Regions from separate parts of the Mus musculus genome. Here all the other regions are linked to region 1. Evidence: chromatin contacts called from public HiChIP or PLAC-seq data. All regions are on one chromosome and are shown on one strand. The core of a region is the stretch at or near the end of the contact, and the rest is flanking DNA. Distances in the headings are between cores, read along the strand shown.

Region 1 (4,773 bases), core at 1,653-4,152:
ACAGGAGAAGACTAAGCATCCAGGCAGCTAGGAAGGTCTTAAAGCCCACCCTCACAGTGACACAGTTCCTCCAACAAGGCGATATCTACTCCAAGAAGGTCATACCTCCTAATAGGACCTGTCCCTGGGCCAAGCATGTTCAAACCACCACAGACTTTAAAGTCTGAAACACACACACACACCTGTTCTAGAGAATTTGATGATATAAAGGGTTTAAACAATTGAGGTGTGACAGGCACAGAGAAGCAAAAATATACAACCTGGCTCCTCCTTGGACCTGAGCCAGATTGAGCAACATAAGCCAGTCCTGTCAACACTGTTGGGCTACGAGGTGAATAGCAACTCATAATAGATAGCAGTGGCTCAGGACCAAAGGGATGGATAGCTCAAGGAAATGCCTGGATTTATGGGACTAGGTGGAGCAACGTTTCCCATACAAGTGATCATACCCAACATTGCAATTTTAAATATTTTTATTTTTAATTATGTATTTGTATCTGTGCATGTGAGTACAGGTGACAACAAAGGCCAGAGGCAGTGGACCCTCTGAAGTGGGAGTTATACATAGATGCTGTGGATATCATTCGGGTCCTCTGGATTAGCAGTGTGTGCTTCTAACTGCTGAGCTATCTCACCAGATCCTAACAGTGATATTTTATTTTGGGGGTGGGTATTTTTGGGACAGACTTGGTCTGTGTAGCTTTGGCCATCTGGCCTGGAACTCACTTTGTAGACCAGGTTGGCCTTGAATTCAGAGATGTTCATGTCTCTGCTTCCAGAGCATTGGGATAAACAGCATGAGCCACCATTGCCCAGACTATTTTTGTTTTGTTTTGTTTTTGATGAAAGGCTTGATCAAAGTGATGAGGCCTTTTTGTACTGTATTGGCACTACTTATAATTTCTCTTTAAACATTAACTTAGCTATCTAAGACATATTGACACTCATTTGAAACAGATAACTGTGGGCCTCCAGAAAAGCTGCCTGCCCTCTGTAGACAGATTTTGTTACACAATTAGATCCCTTAAGGATCTTACAGATTGGGGAAAACAGTAAAGACAAGTTTAAGAGTTTAAACAAATGTTGTGAATAGCAGATGCTGTTTGTATTTTGATGCTAATTCCACTCTCCTGGGAGGGGTTGTAGACAAGGAGTGAGTCACATACTCAGGTGACTTCTTGTGAACCAATCCTCTTAAAATGAAAGAGTCAATCACTGGGCAAGTAGGAAGGACTTCCAGATTGGACAGAGGAAGAGAGGAAGCAGGAGAGAGTTAAGTCTTTTTGGATAGGGATAGCTTAGGACAAGATGTAATTACTAGTGTCTCCTGGCTTCAGTGGCGGATCTGTAGGATTCACCACCAGAGGATTTAGATTTAATATGGTTTACAAAGTTAGGATTTTAGTTGTTGCGCACAGCAATTGAGTTACTGCTGTTTCTGAACTAAGTGTGTGTTGCATCTTCCTTCACACAGTGGCTTGTCTGGGTTCAAGAGAGAAAGGTACAGCGGCGAAGCATGGTGGGTTTGCTTGATGTGCACCACAAAAGTTTTAAAGCATGGGGCTGGAGTGATAGCGACCGGCCAGTGGGAACCTAGCAAGCTGAGTGGAGAAGTTTTGGGAGCTTCAGGCCAGAGAGTCTCCACGAGATGAAAACAGATCGTCCATTGCCCGCCAGTGCATGGCCATCCAGGCCACCGGGGCACCAAGTTGCTAACACAAGTGCAGGAACAAGCTGGTTCATTCTTTTTAATATTTCTTGCAACAAACAAAGGCAGTCTGAACAGAGGACAGTAACCTGAGCCCATAAGGTTGTAAAATGAAACTTCTCCATCATCTTCTGATTGGTTAAAATAAAAAGCCTATGGCCTATAGCAGAAAAACAAAAACAAAACAAACAAAAAAACAAACCACCACCACCAACAACAACAACAAAAAACCAGAGTAACAAGGTGGGACTTCCAGAGACAGAGGACAACTCTGGAAAGGAGTCAGGCACGGGAGATTGGCCACCCAGACTGGGAGGAAGCTGGACATATGAAACTGATGATAGACAACTAACCAGCCTCGTGACAAAACTTAGATTAGTGTAAATGGGATAATTAGGTTATGAGCCAGAGGGCAACAAGCCTAGCATAAGGCCTAGGCATTCTTAAATAAATATAGATTCCATGCCATTATTTGGGAACTGGGGCAGAAACAGAAGTGCCCACACTTACAAAACCAGGGACTATATTTGGTGACAACTAAAAGAAGTCCATAGAGGAAAAAAAAATCTTGTGTTATTGTAGATGCAACATTTGTCAGTTAAAAAGCCCATGGCTTTAGCAGGAAACAGAAGGTGGATGATCCAGGAGGCAAAAAGAATTCTGGGATAGAGCTGTTGTGTCTGGCCAGTAGATCACAACCTGAGTTCTAGCCTGGAAAGGTATTTTGGAAACCTGGAAGAGAAGAGGGGCTGGGCTGCGCGAGATAAGGAAGGAACCAAGACAAAGGTCTCTCTCTGCTCAAGGTTCAATTTTTACTATTTTGGCACTCCGTTATGAAGGAAGGGGGAGGGGCCCAATTCCCGCCAAATAATCTCGGAATCCAGTAGCAGGGTGACCACGTGTGTAGCTCCAAACAGCAAAGCGGTAGGTTCCAGCAGTGGGCGTGGCAGAACGATTGAGCGGGAAGCTCCACCCCTGAGCAAGCAGGTTTCAGGCTGGGGGAGGGGAGACTACATAGAGCCAGGCACTGAGAGATTTGCCAGGGAAAATGTGAGGAGATGGCTGAAGAGAGAAAATCAAGAAGATCAAACAAAGAAACAAAGAAACAAACAATGTCTTTGCTGTACCCTCCATTTTGGGGCAGCTCTGAAACTGCCTGAGACAAGAAATGTCCCCAGCCAGGACTTCAGCTTGCATGTCTAATAAAGCCTGTAGGCTATGGAATTCTCATAACTTACTGCATACCATCCTTTCATATGGCATGAATGGAGATTCATAGTACAGTTTGTTTATATGATCAAACTATCTTCTGAAGAAAGGCAGTTGTCTTTTACCTGCACTAAGATCAGGAAATCATCCTTAATTGATCTGCTCACCTGTGCATTCCAACCAATCTCTTTATAGAACTGTGTGTTGCTGGTAAGGTTTGTATACTACAGAATGGAGGGCCAGGAGGCAGCCTTGATAGGATTCACTCTGGAGATGCTCAGATGCTGAGCCCTGCTGTTCCAGCTCCCTGCTTGATCCTGCCTCAACGGCATCATAGCTGTTTCCTCTAAAGACCGACTTCTGGGATAACTTCAGAACAGCTAGCTTGCTTGATCCAACCTTTCAGACTGTTCTGTTCCAGTTACGACTTTAATTATACTCCAAGCTTTCTCAACATATAGAGACTAAATAACACATGCTACAGCTGGCTTTCTTAAGACTAACCACGTTTCTAATTTTCTTGGGCCCCACAAAAGGAATTCTTCACCCCAATTAAGCAGGAAGCAATTATCAGAAGACTGTTGTCCCAGTCCCTTAAGTTGGGGGTAGATAGTTTTGGTCATTTTGTGAGTTATATGTTGTCATTTTAGAGGATGGTTACAAATAATTATGGTCTTGGACAAGGAGGAGGCAAAATAGGGAGGTTATATTCATGGGTTTCTTTTTCCTTTCGTTTTCTCTTTTCCCTTCTTTCTTTTTTTAAGGATTTATTTATTTATTTATTTATTTATTTATTTATTTATTTATTTATTATATTCAAGTACACTGTAGCTATCCTCAGATACACCAGAAGAGGGTGTCAGATTTCATTATGGATGGTTGTGAACCACCATGTGCTTGCTGGGATTTGATCTCAGGACCTTTAGAAGAGCAGTCAGTGCTCTTAACCAAAGAGCCAACACTCCAGCCCCTCTTCCCTTCTTTCTTAGTTAGGTAAGAAATAGGGGGATACAGAAATATAAGAAACTAAACAAATAGGGTAGATTATTGAATCTACGCTTAAACCAAAAGAGATTTTATAGCCATAATCTTACATTGATAGAGATCTTTGTATTTTGATGCAAAAATAAGGTTATATTTTATTGTATTGGTAGGTAATTTTGAATATTGATACAAAGTATCACTATAAGCTTAATTTGTTTAGAATTTAAGAAGATATTTTAGGTCTAAGAAGATGTTTTTAGGATGGTAATGCAAATACAATAGAAATTAGGTTAAACCAGGAGTGGTGGCGCATGCCTTTAATCCTACCACTCCGGAGGTAGAGGTAGGCGGATTTCTGAGTTCGAGGCCAGCCTGCTCTACAGAGTGAGTTACAGGACAGCCAGAGTTATACAGAGAAACCCTGTCTCAAAAAACAAAACAAAAAAACACAAAAAGGCTTCTTTTCTTTCAAATATAAATTGAATATAATTATAACAATTATGAAAACTATAAGGTATGATATACATGTACAATGTCCAGGCCATAGTATTTGGCAACTTTAGAAAGTTGCCTCTGCCTCCCGAGTGCTGGGATTAAAGGTGTGTGCCACCACCACGCCCAGCAAAAGGAAGCCTTTTATTGGACTAAATGGGGGAATTGTAGAGTGAATATCTGGAGTATCATGGATGCATCACCTGTCAATTAAAAAGCCTATGGCCTATGGCTTTGGCAGGAACTGAAATGTAAAAGATCAATGAGGCAGAAGAATCCTGGGATAGAGCCAGGCACGGAAAGATTCACACAGGAAGATCTGAGGAAACAGGCACAGGGTACCTGAGCACAGGTAGCCAGCCATGCAGTCAAATGTACGT
Region 2 (4,773 bases), core at 815-3,314, 160 kb before region 1:
CTGCGGCGACGTGTCTGCACTGTGTGGTTGGAGGAACAATTCAGTCAGCAGCTAGGGCCACAGCCAGATCTCAGCGTGGCGGGTGTGGAAGGAGTGTCTGGTCTGGATTAAAGCTAGAGGAAGGGTGGGGGGAGAAGAAGGGGGGAGACCAGGAGTGGGAGGGAGGGAGGATAGTGCCTCAGGCAGCCCTGCAGTCAGCCCACAGTGTGGGAAGAAGATTGACCCAGAGGTATGGGATGCCAGCCTCCTCCTGCCCTAGTTTGCAGTTTACCAGAACAATTTTAAACGGAACATCAGAAGCCAAAAACTCAATCCCCCGGGCCTCAAATTTTACTCCTGTAGCTGGGGGTGGGGGTAAAAAATCACTGGGGCAGAGAAAAGAGCCTAGGCCAACAGGCTGTTGGGAGAGCTTTACTGCTGGGAACTGTGTCAGCAGGAGACTCCAGGGCCAGGAAGGGGCGGGGGAGAGAGGGGGAGAGGTCATTCCGGCCCAGAGAATCTGACCTACCTCAGGGAATCCTCAGAGCAAAGCAAAGGACCGAAGCAGGGAGTAGCCAGGATTTTTCAAAGAAAGGGTAGTGGAGATGGGAAAGGCAGAGAGAAGGAGAGAAGTTGGAAAGCTGCAAGTGGAAGTGGGAGGAGAGAGGGTGAATAGGGGTCAGTAGGGCAGACATGGCGGGAGGAATGATACGGGCACGGGGCATGATCTCCAGAGTTGCCTACCTTGGTTCTGCGGGAAATGGGACTCGGGCTCCCAGAAGGAGCCTTGACGGTGCACATGGGACCTTGGCTGCTGGCAGGACTCTTCCGGCGTAGGATGTGAGCCCCCGGTCCCCCAGCAGAGTTAAGGGCGCCTCCTTCCAGAGGCTGGAGGTGGAGTTCGGCCCCACGGTACTGCAGTACCCCTAATAGGGCTCCCCCGTCCCAGTGCAGAGATGCCACCGACTCCGGATCTCCATTGATGGTGCCAGTCAGGTAGGTACCTGGCTCTGCCCCACCCAGCATCTCAGGTGCCTGGCCCAGGTACTGTACAGTCAAACCCTCTACCTGCACCCCAGGGTCCTGTTCTAGTTCTAGTAGCAACATCTCCCCAAAGGCTGGCAATCGGTACAGCAGCCTGGCAGGAACGCCTGATCCAGGTAGGATGCTACTGCCATTGAGCTTCTCTGGAAACACGATCTCCTCCTCCCGGGGGAGGGGGCTGGCGGGCCACGCTAAGGACAGGAGGAAGGCCAGCAGCAGCAGCCTCCGCCACTGCACAGTGTGAAGCGGCAAGCAGGGTTGGAATCTTTGCAGCCAGTGCCCAGTCAAGCCCCTCCTGGGATGCAAGCCCATCTGGGACATGGTACCCGGGCTGCAGCTGGGATGGATTGAGGCCATCTGCGGCACCAAAATGCTCCACACCCTAACTGTGGAAGGCTCCTCGTTAAAGCCAGAAGGGCTTTGGGGCTTGTGCCAAAATCTGAGGCAAAGTTTTTAAATGGGCTAGGGACTTTCAGAGAAGATGAAAAAGAAAACAGCCCCTGGGCTCAGGAAAAGTGCCCACGGGTTCTTTCTGCTCCAAAACTTCCTCCTTTGCCTTTCTGTCCCAGGTCTTTGTCTGTGACTCCTTGGCTTCTCCCTCTGCTCAGCTGTCTGGCTTTGCCTCAGTGCTCGCCCTGTCTTTGCCTCCTCCTCCTCCTCCTCCTGCTGCTGTCTCTTTGTCTCTGTCTCTCTCCTCTTCTGTCTCTCTCGTTTCTGTGTATCTGTGGGTCTTCCCCGGGTTCTCCCCAGCCTCTCTCCCCTCCAGCTCTTTTAAGCATCCAGAACCGCCCTCTGTGTGTGAGTGGCAGATCTGTAAGCCACTCAGCCAGAAGCTTGGTCACTGGGACTCTGAAGGATGGAGGATGTATCATTGCTTCCCAAAGACCTTAGTGGTTTTCTTTTTTCCTTAAAAAAGAAGGGGGGGGGGAGGGAAGGGACTTGCCCAGGGGAAGGGAATCTCTAGCAAGCAGATGCATTTAAGGCACTGAGCCAGCTGATGACACATCTTTTTTCCCAAATCCCACCATCAGCCCTCAGCTGTCTCTTTCCCGGTCTTTTTTTTTTTTTTTTTTTTTTTTTTTTTTTTTTTTTGTGGGACAGAGCCCCAGGGGAGGTCAGGACTGGGGGAAAGGGTCTGGACAGCAGTCACAGATGAGACTCTGTCCTGGGAGAATTCAGGTCCTTCCTATCCAGCCTGGTCTAGCCTATGCTTCCTCACTTCCTTGAGGAAGTCATTTATGCTACCCTTTACCCCAGAGGCTAATCTGTTAGAGCCAAGCTGTCTGGGTTTAAAAGGAAGTGGTGAACAGGTAAGAAAACATTAGGAGAGAAAGAAGAGAGGATGGGACCAAGGCACTGAGAAGAAGAGGTGGTACACACAGGAAGGCAAGGAGACAGCTGTTAGAACTTTGTTAGAATGGAAACAAGAAAGAAACAGACAGAAAAGGAGGAGCTAACTACTTGTCTTTTTATAGGAGGAACATCCAGAGTAGGTCTGTTCTCATTCATTCTCCTTCTCTCCCTCCCTCCCTCTCTGAAGCCCCCCCCCCCCCCCCGAGTTACCCCAGCGTCTAAAGCATAGAACAGCCATTCCACCCTAGGCCTCCTCCTCCCCAACTTCCTGAGTGCCCATTTCCCTGGCTCAGCTCCCAGGAGATTCCCCCAGGCTCTTGGCCCCGTTCCTACCCACACCCAGCTACCCCAGCACACCCCCACTACCTCAAGTCAGCCAGACCCTCACCTAGACAAGACCTGCGCTCTCTCTCTCTCTCTCTCTCTCTCTCTCTCTCTCTCTCTCACCCAGAAGTCATCTCTGCTACTTCCTTGACCCCACCTTTCAAATCCAATAGTTCCTGGAATATCTAGTAATCTTTGACTCCTCATTTCCCATGGGGGGAGGGGAGGAGACACACACACACACACACACACACACACACATCTCAGAGAGAGAGAGAGAGAGTGAGAGAGAGAGAGAGAGAGAGAGAGAACCTGGGATGGGGATAGTGACCAGTATGTGTATGTGTGTGGGTGTTAGAGGAGGGAACTAATGACTCTTCTGCTTCCAGAACTGGGGGGGACTAAGAAACCAAAGCACACTCTCTCAAGGCAAGGAAATGAAGCATTCAGGAGCGGGGCAATTTCTGCTCACTCCACCCTATGGCCACTTGTTTCCCCAGGAAATCCCCAGGAAGGAGAGTACACTCAGCAGTCCCTTCCCTTTCCCAGAGAAGCCCCACCTCCCCTGCCCCTGTCCCCTTATTCATTCTCTGCCTGGTCAGCTCCTGTCCCCCACATCATATTCCTCAGAATGCTTCCTCTTCCCCCTCCCTTCCTGCTCCCGTCACTAATACCTGTCCTGGTGCCTATCACTTCCTGAACTACCCACCCTCTGGTGATTTCCAGTCTCACCTCTTGACCCATCACATGCCCTGACCCTCCCTGGTCCTGAGCAGAGGGGCTGAGGCAGGAGGAGTCAATCACACAAGGGATGAGGGACCAGAAGGGACAGGGGCAAGAGGAGCTGTCACCAGGATACTCTTATTACCCCTTTCCATCCCCCCATCTGAGCTGAGAACAAAGAGTGTGACTAAGCAGTGAAAGACAAAGGGCCACAGAGTGGCAGCTACAGCACGTGGGGAGGGGGGTGCTGGCAGAAGGAGAAGGCACAAAAGATGCAGTGTCCTAGGTAGCCCCCCAAGAGTTCTCATCCCAGTTCCTGCTTGAACTACCCCCAGGGCTAAGCAAGCTAGAGTCTGTCTTGACTTCACATAGGATGGATTAACACAAAAATGAGGAACCCCCCCTCCCATCATCACCACATTTTGTGTTTAAACTATATCTCAGGAAGAAAGGCCCAGAAAAGGAGAGGTGGCTGTAGAGGGTAAGGGGACCAAGCCTCTGCCTTGACTTTCTGGGGACCACCTTGTCTACACCAGGTCTTGGTCAGTTCCCACAGCCAACGGATCTCTGGCCCCACCCTTTGGTATGCTTCCCATTAGGTCAATTTTTAGCCTAGAAATCTGGCTTTCTCCTCTTCCTCTGCAACAAAGAATGCTCGGTGCCACTCCCCTGGTCTGTCTGCTCCACCCAGCTGCACCGCTGGTGGCCTATGTCCCAGGGACCCTGTCTGGGGGAGATGTGGAGGAGGTCTCTTTCCAATGAGAAAATTGGAGAACCTCAAAGAGTGGGTGGCCCAGCTGGAGCCGGGCTTGGAGACAAAAAGACAAAAATCAGTCTCCAGGGCAGGAAAACTCTTTGTCCATACAAAATTAGGCTCAGAGTCCTGGAATTATTACATGTCTATGTTATTAGATACGTCTGAGGAAGACTGTGGCACGTAAGACCGTCCAGGATGGAGGCGGGTTACTAGGTATTGCTAAGGGTGCTCCCTGAGTCTGTGACTTGGGCATCGCAGGGATTGAAGAGTCACTGTCAGAGCATTTCCCCTCCCATTTGTAAATTGCTGCTTCCTTATCTTTGCACCAAGTGCCCCCTTGCTCCACCACCGCTCGTGGCCTTGGCTGTGAATTCCCGTTTGTTGTGACTTGCCCATCTGCACTTGAGTCCCTTCACACAAGCCCGTTTCCGGACCTCTGGAAATGAACACTTTTGGATTTCGTAGTAAAGAGATAGTCATCAAAACTTGGGGGCTTCTGTCGGAAAGCAGGACTACCGCAGGAGACTGACCAAGATGGTAAGATAGTCAAGGAACGCCCATACAGAGAGTGCGTAGGGGACCTAGAGGGAGCG
Region 3 (4,773 bases), core at 807-3,306, 130 kb before region 1:
GACGGCACAGAGAGATTCTGTCTCAAAGGAAGAAAGGAAGAAAGAAAGAAAGAAAGAAAGAAAGAAAGAAAGAAAGAAAGAAAGAAAGAAAGAAAGAAAGAAAGAAAGAGGAAGAAAGAGGAAGAAGGGAAATGAATTGAAATAGGAGGTGGAAAGGAATGGGGGTTATGAAGATATAAGTCAGAACAGGTACAACTGCCTCTGTCCCTTTTTGAGTTAATGTGTAATGAGATAGGAAGGGGGCATGAACACCACACACACAAACACACACACACACACACACACACACACACACACACACACACACACCCCTCACGGACATACAAAAGACACACAGAGAAAATGCTGCATTGGAATTATTGTATTTGATAGGTCTCATGAATGAAATTCCTTTAAAATAATCATGAAATACAAGTCCATTTATGGGTTCTCATCAATGTGTGCTCCCTGCCTCCAAAAAACAAATTCAGAAAAATAGCCTCTGCCCTCCTGCTCCCAACCTCAGTAGTTAAGAGGCTCTGTCCAAATCAAGGTCAAAGGGCCTGGACACTTGATCCCCTTATCAGTTAGGTCCTGGCCCCTGGCCCAGTTCTAACTGTGTGGAAGGACAGAGGTACATTCGCTAGGCCCAGGGCTCTCCAGTGGAGTCAACTCAGTAGCTACTGAAAACATTCCTATCACTCACCTTTTTGCCACCAAGCTTACCCTGTGTGTACTGGAATATTAGTGAGAGATACGGGGGTGGAAGTGTGGAAGCTAGGGAGGGAGAGTGCAACCGAAGACCAAGAAATCTGTTTATTTTAGTTATGTGTTTTGCTTCCACGTGTATCTGTGTAAGAGTGTCAGATTCTCTGGAACTGGAATTAAAGTTGTGGGTGCTAGGATTTGAACCTGGATCCTTTGAAAAGTAGCCAGTTCTCTCTCTCTCTCTCTCTCTCTCTCTCTCTCTCTCTCTCTCTCTCTCTCAAACACACACACACACACACACACACACACGACTCTCTCTCTTTGCATGTATAAATGCAAACAACAGAAGGGTACATCAGATTCCATTACAGATGGTTGTGAGCCACTATGTGATTGCTGGGAAGTGAACTTATGACTTTTGGGGAAGCATCTGAGCCACCTCACCAGCCTCGTCACTGCTCTTACCCACTTCGCCATCTCTTCAACCCTTGCATATGCAATCTTGCATATTTCCAGTTGTCCTCTTGTGGACTTACCTCTAGTGTCACATCACTGCTTGCCCCTGGCCCTGGGGGGAGGAGCGTAACTTCAGGCTGCGGTTGTATTCTTAGATTTTATTTGTCTTTTCTCCATGTAAATAATAACTAGAGAGGGTAGCTGCTTCGGAAGCTAGTTCTGCCCACAACTCTCTCCTCGCCCTCAGAACTCTCACAGTCATTTTTTTTGGGGGGGGGGGGTCGTTGAGACAGGGTTTCTCTGTATAGCCCTGGCTGTCCTGGAACTCACTTTGTAGACCAGGCTGGCCTCGAACTTAGAAATCCGCCTGCGCCACCACGCCGGGAAGGCAAGGCCTGTGAATTCCAGCGGGGGAAGGGGGGACGGCGGGGGGCGGTAGAGGTCTGTTTTGGGGGGTTGGATTGTGAGTAGCAGTCCTTTGGAGGTGGTATAGAGTGGAGAGTTGTGGGGATTCTCCAGCCGGCTTTCAGGAAGGTGGAGGGTAAAGTGAACCACGTCTTCACAACCCCTGAGTGTGATATATTCATAAAATAGGTCTTCAAACTATAGTTTCACTTTTCTCACGTTCCGGTTTAAGGAACTCCATTGGTCTAATAGGCAAAATGCTCCCTCTAGTGTCTTGAATGCTCAAGAGTTTATCTCGACCTTGAGGAGGTTGGGCGGTCTTAAAAGGGGGCCTTCCACTAACGTCTAAAGGGCCACCCACAAACTCCCACTCGCCACTGCACTCGGACTGAAGCCCTGGGGCCTGCAGGCCTGCCACTCTTCTGTTTTCTCCTCTCCTATTGGTCACTAGTAAATTGAGGCACCTTTTTCATCATTGAGTGGGTTGGGTCTTTGGGCGCTTCCTTTGCCCATTTCCAAGATGGCGCCTACGGACATGCTTGGAATACAGGGTGAAGCTGCAGTTCTGCCATTACTCAAGATGGCTGCCCCCATCAAGATGACCGGGTGTGCCTAGGGGGAAAGAGGCTGCAGGATGGTCTGAGATGGTAAGGGCTAGTGTTCCATTGCGGGCAGACCCTTGGGACGTGGGAATGAAGAACAGAGAAACTAGAAAGTCAGCGGAAGCCTGCGGTAGTAGTTAAGACTAGATAATGGGAGAGCAGACGGGGGTGACAGGTGGGGGTGAGGGATCAACGATGGGGCGGGAGTGTGCCCGGGATTCAACTTTAGCATCGGTGTTCTCTCCCCCTACTGTTCCTTATTGCAGGTCTAGCATTGAACCATATGGAAGTTTCTGAAACTGGGGAGCCCGATGATGGGGGGTGGAGCCCGTGGGGGATAGAGGGAGCAATAGATTTTATCCCCAGGCTAACCCCAACCCCTCCCTGTCCTCTGGATTAAAATGGGGAACACCCTGGGCCTGGCACCGATGGGTACTTTACCCCGCCGGAGCCACCGTCGAGAGGAACCGCTGCCCAACCCCGGGAGCTTCGACGAGCTGCACCGGTTGTGCAAAGGTGAGACCGCAGCTTTTGGGTGTCTCAGGATGAAGGGTCATAGAGAAGGGGAGGGTCCTGAATGCTGATGTCCAGTGATGTGAACAGCGAGGGGAGATCACAGCTGGAGCATCCGGCAGTCAAAAAGGACCAGATGTTCAAAGCAGAGCGTTTTGTTGCAGGATTTGAAAGGAGGTCATTTCCTCCAGTGCTTCATATGCAATTGAAAGGGGAGTCCGTCTATGTAGTTAGGGGTCCTTATCTGTGCATGTTCCTTCCCTTCAGATGTATTCCCAGCACAGATGGAAGGCGTGAAGCTGGTTGTCAACAAGGTTCTGAGCAGCCATTTCCAGGTGCTCCCACTGGTCTGGCCCCTACTTACCCCCCTCCTCCCTGCTTGTCTCTGGATCCTCTTTACACCTATTAGTCCTGTCTTGGCTAGGCTATGTGGGACAAATGAGGGGAAGTGTGGGGTCCTCCCCCCCCAATGCCTTTAAGCAACAAGATGTGGGACTTGTTGCTTAAAGTCCAGTGGCCCTCTGCATGCGTTGGAATAGTTGAGGTTTTAAAAAGCCCCCTCTGGATGGAAAAAAAGGTCAAGGGTGGGAGACGGGATTGAAACGAAATAGAATGCTCTGTTCTCCGTTGTCTCCTCTTTCCTCAGGTGGCTCATACTGTGCACATGAGTGCCCTGGGCTTGCCAGGGTACCACCTCCATACCGCCTATGCAGGGGACTGGCAGCTTAGCCCCACAGAGGTGAGGGCTCCCCCACACTCGCGTCAACTGTGTAAAACGCACATGGACGTAGGTCTTGAGAATTTGGAAATGTGTGTGATCAGCAACTATGTTCTCAGTGCCTCTTCTGAACGCGAGCTAGTCCTGTGCAAAGCTGCCCGAGTTTGTCTTTGGCGTCCACCAGGGGGCACTGTGAGATGTTACTGAAATCCCTTCCTGTTCATGTGCCAATGGATAGAGCTACCTACCCATCTCAGCCTTCCTGTCTACGCTCCCTAACAGGTGTTCCCCACTGTGGTGGGGGATATGGACAGCAGTGGCAGTCTCAACGCCCAGGTCTTGCTTCTGTTGGCAGAACGGCTGCGAGCTAAGGCTGTCTTCCAGGTGACCCACAGTTCCTGCCTCCATCCACCGAGGCACCTCTCTTTCTCCTCCATGGGTATCCTGCCTTGGGGGACGCAGGGGGAGGAGGAGCAGAGGCAATACTGAATATAAACAGAGAGAAGGGTATTTTATTTGTTACTCTCCCCACCCAGACACAGCAGGCCAAGTTCCTGACATGGCAGTTTGATGGCGAGTATCGGGGAGATGACTACACAGCCACTCTGACCCTGGGAAATCCGGATCTGATTGGGGAATCAGGTGGGGAACTGGGACGGAGTTCTGGGGGTGGGGGGACCTTTTTGGCTAGGCTAGGGTGGGAATGACCAGATGGTAAGAAACTAAACCTGACTCCCTGACTCTTGCATCCTCTCTCCCTGACAGTGATCATGGTTGCTCACTTCCTGCAGAGCATCACCCATCGGCTTGTGCTAGGAGGAGAGCTAGTTTATCACCGGCGGCCAGGAGAAGAGGGGGCCATCTTGACTCTGGCTGGGAAGTACTCAGGTACGAGATCAAGTGAATGATGGTGAGGAGGAGAGACTCGGGGCTTTTCTGGGGTTCCTTTGCCTGTATCTACGATGGTAACTGCCTTTTCCCTCTGTTCTCCCCCACCCTGCAGCTGTCCACTGGGTAGCTACGTTGAATGTTGGGTCAGGTGGGGCCCATGCAAGTTATTACCACAAGGCCAATGAACAGGTAAGACTACCAAGCTCATCTCTTAGCCTAGTGAGTCAGTCAACCAGAACCTTCTGCCCCTCGAGTCTTCCCAGGCTTCTGGCCTATGATTCTTTCTGGCCTCATCTGGTCTACATTTTCACACATGCATTCCAGCTTGCTTATACCCTGCCAGAACTCCTGTGGGATTCATGGCGACGGGTCCTCCTCTCGTTCTTGTCCCTGCTTCTCAGGTTCAGGTTGGAGTAGAGTTTGAGGCAAATACAAGGCTACAAGATACGACCTTCTCCTTTGGTTACCACCTGACTCTGCCCCAGGCCGATATGGTGTTTA

What was found. HiChIP or PLAC-seq counts read pairs in DNA pulled down with a chosen protein or histone mark.
Region 2: a contact with region 1 is called in an H3K4me3 HiChIP or PLAC-seq map of embryonic stem cells, with 16 read pairs. The contact joins the promoter of Adamts4 here to the enhancer-like site in region 1. A contact is called at or near these places in 9 of 39 promoter capture datasets (the C10 cell line, the HPC-7 cell line, cranial neural crest and 6 more), 3 of 15 datasets of contacts at CTCF or cohesin (CD8 T cells, the NIH/3T3 cell line and embryonic stem cells), 4 of 484 Hi-C or Micro-C datasets (B cells, CD8 T cells, bone marrow-derived macrophages and 1 more), 26 of 115 datasets of contacts at active chromatin or transcription factors (the 230-238 cell line, the HPC-7 cell line, the SCID.adh cell line and 19 more) and 3 of 9 other capture datasets (adipose tissue, liver and pancreatic islet).
Region 3: an H3K4me3 HiChIP or PLAC-seq map of embryonic stem cells shows a contact between it and region 1, with 26 read pairs. The contact joins the promoter of Tomm40l here to the enhancer-like site in region 1. A contact is called at or near these places in 10 of 39 promoter capture datasets (the C10 cell line, the HPC-7 cell line, cranial neural crest and 7 more), 3 of 15 datasets of contacts at CTCF or cohesin (CD8 T cells, the NIH/3T3 cell line and embryonic stem cells), 3 of 484 Hi-C or Micro-C datasets (Th1 cells, bone marrow-derived macrophages and embryonic stem cells), 21 of 115 datasets of contacts at active chromatin or transcription factors (the HPC-7 cell line, the SCID.adh cell line, bone marrow-derived macrophages and 14 more) and 3 of 9 other capture datasets (adipose tissue, liver and pancreatic islet).

What each region holds. Positions count from the first base shown.
Region 1 is chr1:171,086,495-171,091,267 of GRCm38.p6, reverse strand. No RefSeq gene overlaps it. Among named protein-coding and RNA genes, the nearest start is that of n-TGgcc14, 7.0 kb to the right of the region's middle. Within about 2 kb of position 2,902, at least 16 of the 459 cell types and tissues checked have an H3K27ac peak or open chromatin away from gene starts, as enhancers often do. A contact at or near this core is called in the HPC-7 cell line, the SCID.adh cell line, differentiating embryonic stem cells and 2 more, where this site is marked.
Region 2 is chr1:171,247,420-171,252,192 of GRCm38.p6, reverse strand. It overlaps Adamts4 (a disintegrin-like and metallopeptidase (reprolysin type) with thrombospondin type 1 motif, 4), which reads right to left and starts at 2,064. Exons shown (of 9, transcript NM_172845.3): 1 at 724-2,064. The coding sequence starts at 1,344. It also overlaps a transcript of Ndufs2 not described here.
Region 3 is chr1:171,219,797-171,224,569 of GRCm38.p6, reverse strand. It overlaps Tomm40l (translocase of outer mitochondrial membrane 40-like), which reads left to right and starts at 2,056. Exons shown (of 10, transcript NM_001037170.2): 1 at 2,056-2,195; 2 at 2,417-2,666; 3 at 2,931-2,998; 4 at 3,310-3,402; 5 at 3,664-3,765; 6 at 3,918-4,023; 7 at 4,147-4,269; 8 at 4,385-4,461; 9 at 4,674-4,773. The coding sequence starts at 2,552. It also overlaps a transcript of Apoa2 not described here.